3 separate regions of the Sus scrofa genome follow, and regions 1 and 3 are each linked to region 2. A link is a contact called in public Hi-C and targeted proximity ligation data. All regions are on one chromosome and are shown on one strand. The core of a region is the stretch at or near the end of the contact, and the rest is flanking DNA. Distances in the headings are between cores, read along the strand shown.

Region 1 (4,633 bases), core at 246-2,745, 65 kb before region 2:
CTGCTTCTGTGAATAAAAAACAGTAAGGTGCGCATCCAGTGCACATATTTCTTAAAATCCCCATAATTGTGTGTGTGACACCATCAAAAAATAAGAACGGTGTAGAATCTTCTCTAAAGAAGTCCATTCCTCAGTAATGTGCCTAGCCACACCCAGATTTGAATTTCTACATTTTTTTTTTTCTTTCACGGCTGCACCTGCGGCATATGGAAGTTCCTGGGCCAGGGATCAAATCTGAGCCACAGCTGTGACCTTTGCCACAGTGGCAGCAACTCCTGATCCTTGACCCACTGCATCGGGGTGGTGGTGGTAGGGGGCTCAAACCCATGCAGCCACAGAGACAGCACCAGGTCCTCAACCCACTGCACCACAGCAGGTACTCCAGATTTCTCCATTTAGAACCCAAAGGTTTTTCTGCTTCAGAGAGATTGTTTACTCTGAAGGAAAGAGAGAAAACCCCTGCAGGGAGAGCTCAGCTTCTTGAGAGATGTGGTGTAATCCAGTAATTACAAGACATCCTTAAAAGATTAATGTTTGAATTTTGTTTGTCCTTTAAGAAATGTGGACCCAGACAGGCTGGACTTGTCTTCTTAGGGGTAGGGGAGTCAGGAGGAACCTGTGATCTGACCTCAAGTGGTAACTGACCTTCCAGAGCCCCCGGACGGGGGAAGGAGTGAATCAGGCTGACTGCAGATTTTTTGGTCCCGACCCCTCTAAACTAGAGGTTCTCACAGGCACCACAGTTTGTAAGGCCCCCTTCATCGGAAATGAAGAGAGATCAGTTTCCACATATTAACACTGTAGAAGAAAATCAGCAAAATATAAGCAGTACTGTCTCAGCACCATATGTAAGCATTCGGCCATTAGCTTATTGGTAATAACAGATCTATAAGTTTTGTGCATTAGGTTGGGGGAGGGGATTAGGGAGCAAAGAAAGGAACCCAATGAAAAAAGTGTACGCCTCTATCCTAAAGGCACAAACGCTAATGAAGTGTCCTGAAACTATCTTTTATATATATGTAACTTACTCTTCTCATTATATTTTTGTATAATTATAAATACGAAGATTTGATAGGGAGAAGCTGATGTTCTTTTGGGAAAGGGGGGTCACTTTACTTCGAGGCTCCACAAGCCCTCTTCCCGTGTAAAATGCAGACGTCCCAGGAGTCGGGGTGGGGCTGAAACTCTCTGTATGGAGAGGAATGTGCTTTTTCTTGCCAGCCTTCATCTCTCTGCAGTTTCTCGTACATGCAGCCCTTGTGTGTGTCAGGCCCTAGAAATCCAGCGATACCTGAGACATAGTGCGAAAGATTGTAACCTCTTCTCAATCAGGACTGACTTACTCACCAGTGTGTCCGCATGTGGCGCAAAACAGACGCTCAAAGGAGAGCATTTTTTGAATAGATGAATTGAACCCTCCATTCCAAGTCTGTAGCCATCAGCAGGCGTAGTGCCTGCAAGGAGTGCTTGGCTCCTTGGAGAGGTGATGTCATCCGATAATTACGAGACACTATTAAAAGCGCTGGAATGGAATCGCAGCCAAGTGCTCTAGGAGTCCAGGGAAGGAGTGCCAGCTTTGGCCCGGGTCATTCAGGTTTCCCAGAGCCCCCAGTATTTGAAATGAGAGCTGATGAGGAGGTGTTGCCAGCAGCGAGGGGACGTCCAGCAGAGCTTTGTGAGGTTGAGGGTGTCGGACATGCAGCACCGGCAGGAGGCCAACCCCGCTGGCCCTGAGTGCCGGCTTGGGACTGGCTGGGAGGCCTGGGACAGCCGCTTCTCTGAGCTTCTCTCCTGCTCCATCCTGCTCCCACTGCTCTACCAGATACCCTTCAGCTCTGCAGGGGCCGTCCCTCCCGCAGGCCCCCCCGCCCCGTCCTCTCACCACGCTTCACTTCCCCTGGCTGCTGCCTGTCTTCCCAGAGCACATTCCTATTCGGTGGTCCAGCCACTCCCACCCGCCCAAAATGTAGACTCTAGGAGGGCGGGGACTTCACTGGTTCACTGACCCTTTGCAGAGAATAGTGCCTGGTGGGCATGGCGGGCTCCTAGGAGGTGTTTGTTGAAGGAGGAAATTGAGGGTGTTAGCATTCCCTTCAGCGCAGCACTCAGCACTCGTCTCCGCTACCGGTATCCGTCTCTGCAGCAGAACTGGGACCTGGAGCGGAGGTGATGCCGGCCATGATCTCACATACTGTCACCAGCAGGTCTTCATGCATCATAGTCCCAGCCGCCTTTGGGGAGTTAGTGGCAAGTATTTACAAGGCAAAGCCCATGGGCTGGTTGAAGGACCCAGGACTGATCCTTGGTTCTGGTGTGGAAGGCTCACACTTGTACATCTAATGGGAACCTAAAAACGCACTTCTTGGAGTTCCCTGGTAGCCTAGCGGTTAAGAATACAGCATTGTCACTGCTGTGTCTCGGGTCACTGCCGTGGCATAGCTTCAGTCCCTGGCCCGGGAACTCCTACATGCCATGGGCACAGCTTAAAAAAAATTGAAAAATAAAAACACACTTCTTGAGTGTGGCTCAGCAGTTAACAAAGCCAACTAGGATCCATGAGGATGCAGGTTCGATCCCTGGCCTCGCTCAGTGGTTTAAGGATTCGTCGTTGCCGTGAGCTGTGGTGTAGGTTGCAGGCACAGCTCAGATCCTGTGTTGCTGTGGTGTAGGCGTAGGTGGGCAGCTGTAGCTCTGATTTGACCCCTAACCTAGGAACTTCCATATGCCATGGGTGCGGCCCTAAGAAGCAAAAAAAACAAAAACAAAAACAACACTTCTTCAGTGCCCCACCAGACATACAGCTGGCTGAAAGCGGCAGGAGCAGCTACTTCCTCAGGTGTCTCCAAAGACTGCTCTTTGACTGGCGGGTTCCTATCATTATCATTAAGCAGCGATGTCCTCAGGTTTAAACCTAGGCCATCCTGCCCCTGACTGGGCCGCTGCCAGCTCTGCAGGAAGCATGGGGAAGCAGGCATCCTGCACAGCTGCAGCTGGGCGTCCACGACTTTGATAACCCTGACGTCGGTTCTGTGCAGCCCTGCTCATCTTTTTTCTCTGCTCTCTTTACACAAGATGCCCATTGTAACCTCAGGGCTTGTCTCAGACCCTGTGCCCTCGGGTTTCCAGTAAACAAGGACCTGTTGGTGCTGGCACACACCATGCTGGCGAGCAGTGAGAAGAGGGTGGAAAGTGCAAATGGCTCTGAGCAGACTTGAGTTCATAGCTCTGTGATTTTAAACAAGTTAATTTGCCTCTCTGAGCCTTCCTTTTCTCATTTACTTAAAAAAAAAAAAAAATGGGGCGAGTGGCCAGTACTTCCCTCGTGGGATTGCTGTGTGAAGGCTGAGTGAACTGTGTGTGTAAGACAGCACCTGTACCGAAAGATGCACAGGTCTGGAACCGTGGGCCAGTTTTGCAGGGTCTAGGGGGGTGTCTGAGTTCAAGACCCTTGTTGAAGATGCTCCCTTACATAAAATAGATAAGCAACAAGGATTTACTGTATAGTATAGGGAATTATATCCAGTATCTTGTAATAATCTCTAATGGGACATAATCTGCAGCAACAACAACAAAAATCCCAAAACACCTGAGTCACCATGCTGTACACCTGACACTAATGCAGGATTGTAAATCAGCTCTACTCCAACAACAATGAACTTTAAGAAAAGATGCTCCTACCACGTACATGACAGTTCAATGGGAAACTCGTCTAAAGAGCCCAAACTGGGAAAACGATCTCCCTCTAAAAATAACAATGAAACTTCTTTCTGAAGCCACATGTGAGACATGGTCCTCTTGCTTCTAACAAGAAGACAGGCATGTTGCCATTTGCAGGCACAGGTCAGCCTCACCTCTTTGAGGCCCAGCATTGGCGCCACTTGCTTTCGGAAGGAGGTTGGGGCCTCCCTTGCAGAGAGCCGTGAGGGAAGTCGGGCCCAGAATTGAATCCACTCAAGGGCTTCATGCCGCAGAAGCTATTTACTTGGCCCCAGTTCAGTGAGGGTCACTGCAAGTCCTGCACCCTAGGCAAGCCATCCTCCTCCGCGAGCAGCCAGCATGATCTTTGGAGAGAGTGAGTCAGTCCGCTGCATTTCCCACCCTTTTAGACTGGCTTTCCACACGCCTCCTTCCAGCCTCAGCGCCTTGACCACTGTCCACTCTCAGCCCTCCCCTTGGGCTCCCGCCAATACCAACTTCCTCACTGCTCTCTCCCGTGCCAGAACCTTCTCACATCCTCTTCCTTCTGCCCAAAACACCCTTCCCCCATATCTGGCTAACGTTGCTCATCCCTCAGGGCTCAGCTTCAACTTCACAGCCTCAAAAAAGTCTTTCCTGATCCCTGGGCGGTTTTACAGAACTCAGTGCTTTGCCGCCGAAATGTTCCTGTCAATGGTAGCTATATCTCCTACTTGTTAAATATCTGTTTTCTTCACCAGAACATAAACTCCAAGAAACTAGACATTGAGTCTAACTTGCTTCTTGCTGTATCCTTAGTATCTCATTCAGCCCTCAGCAAATGATAGAAATTCAGCAAATGTATGAGTGAATAAATAAGCTCTTCTGAAATTAAACTTATGTTCTCACCTCTGCCGCCCACCCTCATTCAAATCTGCACCTCCTCCTGTATCACATG
Region 2 (5,030 bases), core at 1,797-4,296:
CCCCAAGGACTAGGGCCAGGACCACCTGCTCCTGCCACATCTTCCCCAGAGAAGATGCTGGACACAGCCCAGCAAGCATGGAGCACGCCTGCATTGATGAGAACCCAACGTGAGTCCTGTGGCCCTGCTGGCTGCTCCAGTCCCATCTACCAACCTCACAAGCTGCTCCTCAGCCCCACTGGGCTTTCTGCTCCTTCCCGCCCCGGACTCTTGTACAAGCCATGCCCTGTGCCTGCAGCCCTGTTCTACCCACCTGATGCGTGCTACCTTGTATTCATCCTCAGGTCAGGTGTTCTCTTCTGAAAGGCACCTCCTCCATCTAACCTGGGACCCTTGTGTACTTGCTGGACCCCCAGGCCTTTGCTTGACACCTCTGGGGTGTGGCTCATCTCCCAGTGAGAACACTGCACCCAAGAATTAAGGATCCGGAACATGCCCACGTGCCCGTCGTTCAGGCCTCTGCCTGTCTCACTCGCTAGAGGCTCCATGTTTGCTGAATAGTGGGGAGTCCTGCCCCCACCTAGTACTGTGTGAGACTGGGAAGAGGAGACCCTGAGCCCCCGAGGCTGGTGGCATCAGGGAGTCCAGATAAGAGCCTGTTCTGGAGTCAAACCCAGTTCTGCGTGCTGTTTACTTGCTGTGTGACAGTGGCCAACTGGCTTCACCTCTCTGGGCAAACCCAAGCACAAAACTGCCCCCTCGGCAGAGCCCAGGCAGAAGGGGGGCCTCCCGACCATGGAATCCCATCCAGCTATTCCCAGAGCCTGAGCCCAACGTCCCATTCAGAGGAGCAAGAGCCCCAAAGGCCCCTCCGCTGGGAAGGAAAAGACTGCCTTCTTCGCCAACGACGAGCGAGGACGCCCGAAGGAAGCGAAGCCGCCTGGGGAAGAATCTAAGAAAGGAAAGGGGGGCTCACTGCTGGCGCGCAGGCTGGTAGGAGGAAATGGCCAGGCCCGCGGGAGGCCGCGGCAAGAGGACGCATCGAGTTGCAGCCAATTGTTCCAGGAGGGATCTTGGGGGATGGGTTCCCTCGAGGGTAGGGGGCCTCCCGAGGGTGCTGGTTAGGGTCTCCCGGCTCGCGCGGAGGCTCCGGCACCCGCAGAGCAGAGCGCCGCGGCCGGGAGACGTGCGGCGGGTGCAGGACAGGGTGCCTGGCGAGCCGCCAGCCGCGCCACGCCGTTCCGGAGCCCGGGGCGCGAGGAGGGAGGCCGCCTCCTGGGGCGACTTCGGAAGGGGCACTGGGCCTGGGGGCGACGCGGTGGCGGGGGAGGGGGGTCTTCGGCAGGAGGGACCCGCGGAAAGCCCATCCCCTCCCCCACCCCGCCGCATCTGGTTTTCCCATCTGCAGAGACCGAGCAGGACAAAGGGGGCGAGGGAGGGCCCTGTCGAGGAGCCCGCCCCCCGGCTCACAAAGGCCGCGGCCTCGAGCGCGGGGCAGACGCGGGAGGAGGGGCCGGGGGGAAGGGCAGACCCTCGGGGCGACCCCCTTCCCGCAGAAGCCAACCCCTCCCGGCCGAGAGAGGGGGTGGGGAAAGGCCCAGGGGGCCAGGAGGTGGAAGTGCACCCTGCAGAGATCAAAGCTCCCCTATCCCGCCGGCGAAAGGCTGCCCAAAGGGAGCTGGGGCACGCCCTGCGCCGGAGGCGACCCCTCGCCTCCGCCCCTGAGCTGAAGGCCCGCTGACGGGGGCGGGGGTAGGAGGGGGGGCACGAGGAACGGACAAGGGGCGTCCCCTCCCCAAGACTGGGTCTGCAGATACCCGGGATCTGCGCGGGGAGGGAGGACCCGGACTGGGCGGGGAGTTCGGAGGGCGCCACTTGGGGTGGAGCCTAAGCGCGGCCTAGGGAGTCCCAACTCCACGGCGGAGTGGGGGCTGTGCCTCTGCACCCAAGGACAGGGAAAGCCGCTTCCTCGGGGCCGGAGCGCACGGCCCGCGGCGGGGTGGGGTGGCCCGCGCGCCCAGCGGGGGCTCGCCGGGCGTCGCTCGGGATGGCAGACGCGCCGCGGGCGAGAAAGGGCGGGAGGCTGTGGGGACGGGGGTGGGGTGCGCTTTGTGCACAGCCCGAGAGGCGGGGGGCGGCGTCCCCACTCACCCTGGCGCGTGGACACGTTCCTCTCGTTGGCAGCCTGCAGCACGACTTGGGCGCAGCTCTGCTCCAGGGCGAAGAGCTCGTCCTTGCCCACCTTGGTGGCCTTGCCCGCCTTGAGCGTGCCGCTGGGCCCCGACGGCGCCAGGTAGCGGCCCTCGCAGTCGCGGAAGGCCACCTTGCCGGAGCGGAACTCGAGAGTGTAGCCTGTGGCGGGCTCAGGTTGCTCCACTAGGCGCCCGTCGTGGCGCAGGAAGCGGTGGTCGGCCGTCTGCAGGCTGTAGCGCTGGTCCTGGAAGGCCAGCGTGATGAGCGAGTCGACGCCCCAGGGCACGTCGCGGTCCACTGAGATCTCGTCGGCGGGCCGGGCGCTCAGGTGCGCGTAGCGCTTGCGGGCCAGGCTGTAGATGTTGACCTGCGGGTGCATGGCGATGTGCACGCTCCACTTCTCGGCCGGTGACACGGTCTGAGCGAAGCACGACAGGCGGTCCTCGGTGCCGCCAAAGTAGCGCCGGTGCGCCTCGGACTGCAGTGACCAGCGGCCGTCGTCGTGCGCCACGATGAGAAAGCGGCAGTCGGCGTCGGGCACCTCATGTTCGCAGGTCACGTTGCCATCCTTGTCCGCCGCCAGGTAACGGCCCAGGTGGCTGCGCAGGCACATGGCTGCACCGCCCGCCTCGTCGGGCGGCTGCTCCAGCGTCCAGATCTGCTTCTTCTTCAGGCTGCTGGCCGAAGCGTTCACCTTGAACCCGAACGTCTCGGCCGTCAGGTACTTGTTGCTGCAATTGATGAGGCCGAACTGGATCTGGAGGGCCTCGGCCGTGCCGTTGGCGGTCATGGTGGCGGCGGGCTGGAGGCCCCGGCGCGGCCCGGGAGGTCGGTGGCGGGTCCCTGCGGCGGCGCCCTGCTCCTTTGTTCTACTGCCGCGGCCGTGCGCGCACCCTCAGCAGCGCTCTACAAAGCCGGCCCGTGGCGCCCTAGCCCCTTTATAAGCGGGGTGACGTCAGCGCCGCGAGGTCCCGCCCCCGCCCCGCCCCGCCCCGGGACGCGCCGAAGAGGGGGCGCGGGGACCCGGGGAGCGAACAGGGTCGCGCAGGGGCTGGGAGAGGCGCGGGTGGCGGCTCGGCTCGCAGCGTCCTCTCCTTCGGCGCGGCCGGCCTCTGCGGTTCCCCCCACTTCGGGCCGCCGCCCACTTCCCCCAATGCCAGGGCCCCACCCTCGCAGCGCCGCAGCCTGAGGACTCCCTCAGAGCCAGGGACCCCTCGGAGGCCCCCTACCCCAAGCCCAGCCGGGAGAAAAGCCAGCCAGGTTTGAGGCTGTGATGGAGACGGTGGAGAGCCGCAGAGCCATCAGAACTAGGACGAGGCGGTCCGGAGGCTGCTCAGATGAGGTGGCCTTAGAGCAGAGCCTTGAAGGAGCTGAGAGGGGACCCTCTAAGGGCCTGTGGGCGGAAGGGATGGGAGGAGGACACCAGGAGCTGGGGAGGGCCCTGCAGACCCCAACTCATCCAACCCAGGCCTTGCGGCCTCCCGAACAGAGGCTGTGTTTCTCCGAAGCTGCCTTCCTACGCCTTTGCCCTGAAGGCCACTGAGACCCCTCCCTGTGGCCCAGGTCCCCAGCCCCCCCCTGGCCCAAATAGGTCTCCTTGGTAGTGGAGATGAGTGACAGTGGCCCCATTCTGAGGAGGCAGAAGCCACGGGGTCCTGGTGAGGTTCACCAGGTATGGGGTGAGCAGCGTGCCCTTGTGCTGAGCGGGTCAGAAGCAGGATGCAACTCGGGCAGCACAGCCCTGAGGGGCGGAAACCCGGTCTCCAGCCCAGCACACCTCCCGCTTTATACCCGCCCCCAGGCCCCCACTTCATTGGATGCTGAGCCCAGCACCCAGGAAGGGGTGATGTGGGCTCCTCCTTGAGGGCCTCCGCTCTCCATCCTCCTCCCGCGAAGTGGACCTTCCCTGCAGACGGCCCATCCCCACCCCCGGGGAGGAACACTTCCCTTTTCTGAGCATCTCGGAAGGCCAACACTTTTGCTGGGACATTCCCCACATGCCTGCAGGCCCCTGGAATGCCAGCATGACCACAGGCTGCCCACAAGGTCTCCAGGCCAAAGGCAGAGGGCACTGAAGTAGCTCCCGGGCTGGTTGGGCTGTGCCTGTGCCTCCCAGCCAGGCAAACCCCTCCAGGGATTTTTATCTTTCAGGGGAATTTTGGGTTAACTGTCTCATCATGGTGGGTCAAGTGGGTTAACTGGCAGGGCTGCTGCCTCTCAGTCCGGCCAGGGGCGGGAGCTGGTCCAGGCCTTCCCAGGTGATACTTTCAAGGGGTAGAAAGACTAGCCAGGCGAGCTGGGCGTGGTGGCAGCCTGGCTTCCTGCACTGGGCTTCCTGGGTTCACACAAACCTCCCTGGTTCTTGGTTTTCCCACCTCTCTAAAGGGCATAACGACAGCACCTGCCCCTGGAGAGAAGTTGAGACGACAGAAGCAGCCAACACCCATGACCGTGACTGAGGGGGTCCCTGGGACACGGCCCTCAGTTTTCAAACCAGGAAGGTCTTGGGCAAACCAGACAAGTTGGTGATGACACATGTCAAGCCCCTAGAAAACAGTGCCTGGCACGTCACGTAGTCAGTGCTCAATAAATGCTGGCTGGTCCTGGGGACACAGACAGGCCAGACCCCCTCCAGCCTCCAGGGTCCCCAGGAATCCCCAGGACCCGGTCCTGTCCTGTCGTCTGAGCACTGGTGGAGTACAAGGTTTAGGGTCAATCGGTGAGGAGCAGGAGCCTTGTGCCGACATGCCCAAGAGAGCGGAATGAAATGGGGCAGTGGGGGGATGGGACATAGAAAGGGGACCTTGGATTTCCCCACAGACAAGGGCAGCCCAAGGCAGTGAACAAAAGAGAGCCTGAAATGTTGGGGGAGATCAGGTCCAGCCTGAGACTGGGTG
Region 3 (4,527 bases), core at 99-2,598, 110 kb before region 2:
TGCCGACAGTGTGTGCAGGGCAGTGCGGGCTCAGGTAAGGAGAGGAACTCCTAGGAAACTCCTAGGAAGGAGGAACCTCTCCCAGGTTTGTCAGGGCTGCTACCGCCAGAGCCGGGAGTTCACCTAAGGTGGACAGATGTAAAATCCATCAGGAAACCAGAAGAGGACTGCTGGCTTACCTTAGTTTTTCAAACATGTACTCCGAAAACTAAGTTCTTACTAATATGCCACAAGAGAAAAGGGATAGGGCTTTGAAGCTCGATTTTTTGCTCACCGGTATGTTCTGTAAGACATGACCACTGTCACTTCAGCCCACATGTCCAAGTTCAGAGAAGGACGCTGTCTGCCCTGGGGAGAGCGGAGTCCAAGGCCGCTCGTGGGTTTGCTCTCTGTGTCTCGGTGGCCTGGTCTGCAGCACTGCTGTGTCCCTCTTCTTGGGCTTCTCATTGATTTTTTTTTTAATCTCTATCCAAAAGGATTGACCTCTCGGGGATTGACATTCAAAGAGACGAGTGTAGGAAGGGCCTAGAAACAAAAACGATGGTACATTTTGCTAGAAAACTCACAATTGGTCACAAAGGGAAGATTTTTTAAAATCCCTGGTTCTTCTCTATGACCCATCGGTTGTGGGCTTCCTAGGAGGGTGCTGCCCTTGGCGTCTTGACTGTCGCCCCACCTACCCGCAGTGGGCAGGCCTGGAGTTGGGGCTGCTCACCTTTTACCGTCCTTGTGACGAAGGGGCATGCCTCTTTGTCTTTTGTTGTTTTGGTCTCTGTAGTACTTAAAAAGACACTCTGGATTACTAGGTTTGGATGGGCACTTTATGAAAATAGAAACTGTGACCCTTTTTCATGGTTTTTGTGGCCACCGATAGCCATTGCTTATCAGACTCATCACAGCCTAACCCTGTTTACAAACTGTATAGGGAACAGAAGCTTTGAGGGCCTCTCTTTCTGGAAACCACATATTACTCGTTTAGTGCATTTAGATGTTTTGCTGGAATAACTTAATGCATTTTTCTGTGCCTCTGGCTTCATCAAAGAGAGAGATGCATTTTGATTAAGTCTTTAGAAATCTCACATTAAAAAATCCCTCAAGAATTGATAATCTACAAAATATCTGTTTAGAGAGTCATTTGCCTCCTATTTGTCCTTACACAAATTGTGTGTTACTGGGTGTCAGCATCTTAATTTGTTTTTGCGACCCTCTTGGTGGTGTCCTTGAGGAAGGAGTGTGTGGACGTGGGTGTGGTGCGTGTGCGTTGGAGTGCGAAGCAATAGTGTCCCCTCTCTGCATTCTCAGCACAGAGCACTGCAGTGTTCCCAGCCTTCCAGGTAGAAGAGAAATTGTTGCTATGGTAATAACACAAGCCTGAGAACACCCTGTTTCCCCGTGGGTGTCTGTATCGGGGAGGAGGAATGTGGCCGAGGGAAGTGGTAGCAAAGAGGAATGTTGAGGGCATCAGGCAAAATCAGAGGGAAGCCTAGGCTAACACTGCTGCTGGATGGAATTTCTCGTGTTGACTGTTGAATTCAGGGTCGTTTTCTGATTGCTGCATGGTGGCTGAGAAATGGCAATGGCCTTTTACTCCTCCTCCCTGACTTTGAGACACACATGGAGAGCATGAGAAGGGCCTCTGTCACCTCTCTAGGCCCCAGAGGCCACATGGCCTTCTCCTAGACCATGGGTGGAGACAAGTGTCTGTGTCCCTGGCCAGTGTACTGCTCCAAGGGGGAGCGACCCCCCAGACACACAGCACCCACTGCCCTTTGTCTCTAGTATAACAGGCTAGGGAGCCAGCCTTGCCGCCTCGGTCAAAGCCACGTGGCAGCCATGTGCTCTGTGTCTGCATTCCATGCTAAGGTCCTTGAGCAGATGGTCTCGGAATCCCCTTGGTAACTCAGAGCTGTGCTGAGAACCTAAGTGCAGTCCACTGAGGTTGGCATGAGGAGCACAACCAAAATCTAGTGTGCCTGCTGTGCCAGAAAGACAGAGCCACGACAGTCAGGTGCCTTAAGGTGGGAGTTTGGCATCACCGTGAGACAAACAGAAGTCACAGCACCTGCCAAGAAAACTGTCCCTGGGTTTTAGGGGCTTTCCACTTCTTAGCCACTCAAAGTCATGCAGCTAGCAGGTGGCAGCATCAGAAATCAAATGCAGGTTTTTCTTACCTCTCATTATTTGTGGGTTTTTAGGTGTGATTTTTGATATGATGGGTTGGTTTTAAGAATCCTCATCTTTTGGAGATACAAACTGAACTACTTGAAATGAAATGATAGGTAGTCTGGGGTTTGCTTTGAAATTATGTTGGAAGAAGAAGAAAGAGAGTGGATAGGGTTTAGAGAAGCCAGGATTGACCATAGACTGATAATTATTAGACTTGACGGATGGGTACATGAGGTATACTACCTACTTTTGTATGTATTTAAATTTTTTTCATAATAAAAAGTTGATTTTAGGGGAGTTCCCATTGTGGCACAGCAGAAATGAATCCGACTAGGAACCATGAGGTTCCGGGTTCGATCCCTGGCCTTGCTCAGCGGGTTAAGGATCCGGCATTACCGTGAGCTGTGGTGTAGGTCGCAGATGCGGCTCAGATCCTGCGTTACTGTGGCTGTGGTGTAAGCTGGTGGCTACAGCTCTGATTGGACCCCTAGCCTGGGAACCTCCATATGCCGCAGGTATGGCCCTAAAAAAAAGACAAAAGACCCCCCCCCCAAAAAAAAAGTTGATTTTAAAACAAGCAAAGCAATCTAGATATGTTTGACTTTCCTAGGTCTCTGCTCTTACCTACTTTGCTTCGCTGTTCGGAGGGCACCTTGCTCTTAGAAACTGGAAAGGCCCTCCACTCAAATGTTCAGTGACTTTTTAAGAGATGAGGAAAATTGGTAACATAACAGGAAAATGTCAGCAGCTCTCTGTGGGAAGATTAAAACTGGTCATCCTGGAGGAGGTGAGGCTTCATGTGAGTAGTTTCTCTGTTGGTACAAGATTCTTCCATGCACGTTCTGGCGGCCTGGTGTTTTGCAGCTTCCCTGAGGAAACAGCCTTGGGCTGCCCAGAAGGAATCCAAGATGGCTCGCAAGACCGAAATGTGGCCAGCGAGCCGGGTTCCAGGAGCCTGGGACTCTGCGCAGAGCCCTGCCCGAGGGCCTGGACAGGTTCTCCCTTCTCTAGGATGACTTGCGCATGCAGTCCAGCCTCGAGGCTGCGAGAGACCAGACGACCTTTCCAGTGTCCTTCCAGTCCAGAGTCTTGGATTTCTAGAATACTGAGGGTTTTCCAACTGCCATTGGCATTTGCTTCTCAAAGAGAAGTAGGCTAGGAGAATTTCTCAGATCAAATCCCTGTAGCCTCATAAAAGCACTTCTCAGTTTTATTTCCCATCAGAAGTATATATGAAAAGCATTTTAAGTTTCAAAAGCTCCCTATGTCTAAGGAGCTGATCCAGATTCTAGCCCAGAGAGTGGAACAGATCACAGTGTTTCTTCCTTTGTCTCTGACAGCAGCTTGTCCTTTTGCCTTCCTCTCCCCTCTTGTGTCACATTTTGCTGCTGAAAACATCTGTTGCTGCCTGTCCTGTTACCACAACCCTCCTACCTCCAAGGCCCTTTTGCCTCCCACAAAACCCTCCTTTTTTCCCCCAAGGCCATCGCCCACTCTGACCTCATTTTATCTCCTGGCGTGGATGTTTCTCCAGGCAGCACCCTTGCCCCTAAACGCTTCAGAGCGTGGCCCTGCCTGCCGCACAGGTCCTTAGCGCTCTTGCTCTGGACTCACTCCTTCCTTACTCCGCTTTGCAGTGACAGCAGGAGGAATTGGGATGGTGAAGCTAAATAGACCCCAGATTGGAGAGGGCTTTGCAAAGCGGAGTAAGGACAGTGATTCTAACTCCTGAGCTGTTGGCAAGCCTGATGCTGGGACAGTGCGGTCGTAGTGCCAGGGGGGAGGGCCTTGTAGAGCCATGGGAGAGGGAGCGGGAGTTAGATTCGGTACAGAGGTTAGGGGAGCTGGAGAGCCTTGTCAGTTGAGTTATCTAGTAACCCAGTGGCCCCAGACCTGGGACCGCACGGCGCTCCTGTGGTCCTCAGGTAACAAACCCTCCGGCCCCAAAGCCCAGTCAAGCAGGACTTGCTGTGATTCTCTTCCTTGCTCGAAGCCCCAGTGGGATTGGATGCGCCTGAAGAACATGACTTGCGGGCTGACGAGGGAGGGGCGGGGGCAGCCAGGAGGCGGCCAGCCCGAGGCCAGCTCCTGGGCACACGTTCCCGGAGGCCGCCCGCCCTCCTGCGGGGTTTGTCCTGGAGCACAGCCCCTGGGGGCCGAGGGGGTGTTGTGTGGAGGGAGCCTAAAAACAAGAGGCGTGAGTAGCTGCTGCTCTGCTCTCGGTCCACATCAGCATGTTTGGTTTCTTTAGTCCTGGGGTATTTTTTAAACAGAAGAATCCATGTAACCATCAGAGTTTGTTTCCCCACCCATTTTAAAAAGGCTTGTTTTCTAGCTGAAAGCATGTTGGATTAAGCTTAA

What was found. Hi-C and Micro-C count contacts between places; a contact is called where the count stands out from the background.
Region 1: a targeted proximity ligation map of skeletal muscle shows a contact between it and region 2. A contact is called at or near these places in 1 of 5 promoter capture datasets (fetal skeletal muscle), 8 of 47 Hi-C or Micro-C datasets (alveolar macrophages, blood, embryonic fibroblasts and 5 more) and 2 of 2 datasets of targeted methods (alveolar macrophages and skeletal muscle).
Region 3: a Hi-C map of embryonic fibroblasts shows a contact between it and region 2, with 3 times the contacts expected there. A contact is called at or near these places in 2 of 47 Hi-C or Micro-C datasets (embryonic fibroblasts and fibroblasts) and 2 of 2 datasets of targeted methods (alveolar macrophages and skeletal muscle).

What each region holds. Positions count from the first base shown.
Region 1 is chr3:4,195,678-4,200,310 of Sscrofa11.1, reverse strand. All of the region lies in intron 13 of RNF216 (E3 ubiquitin-protein ligase RNF216), which reads left to right. Among named protein-coding and RNA genes, the nearest start is that of FSCN1, 64 kb to the right of the region's middle.
Region 2 is chr3:4,132,189-4,137,218 of Sscrofa11.1, reverse strand. It overlaps FSCN1 (fascin actin-bundling protein 1), which reads right to left and starts at 3,046. Exons shown (of 5, transcript NM_001146300.1): 1 at 2,092-3,046. The coding sequence starts at 2,923.
Region 3 is chr3:4,237,267-4,241,793 of Sscrofa11.1, reverse strand. All of the region lies in intron 13 of RNF216 (E3 ubiquitin-protein ligase RNF216), which reads left to right. All of the region lies in intron 3 of LOC106509622 (a long non-coding RNA gene), which reads right to left. Among named protein-coding and RNA genes, the nearest start is that of RNF216, 90 kb to the left of the region's middle.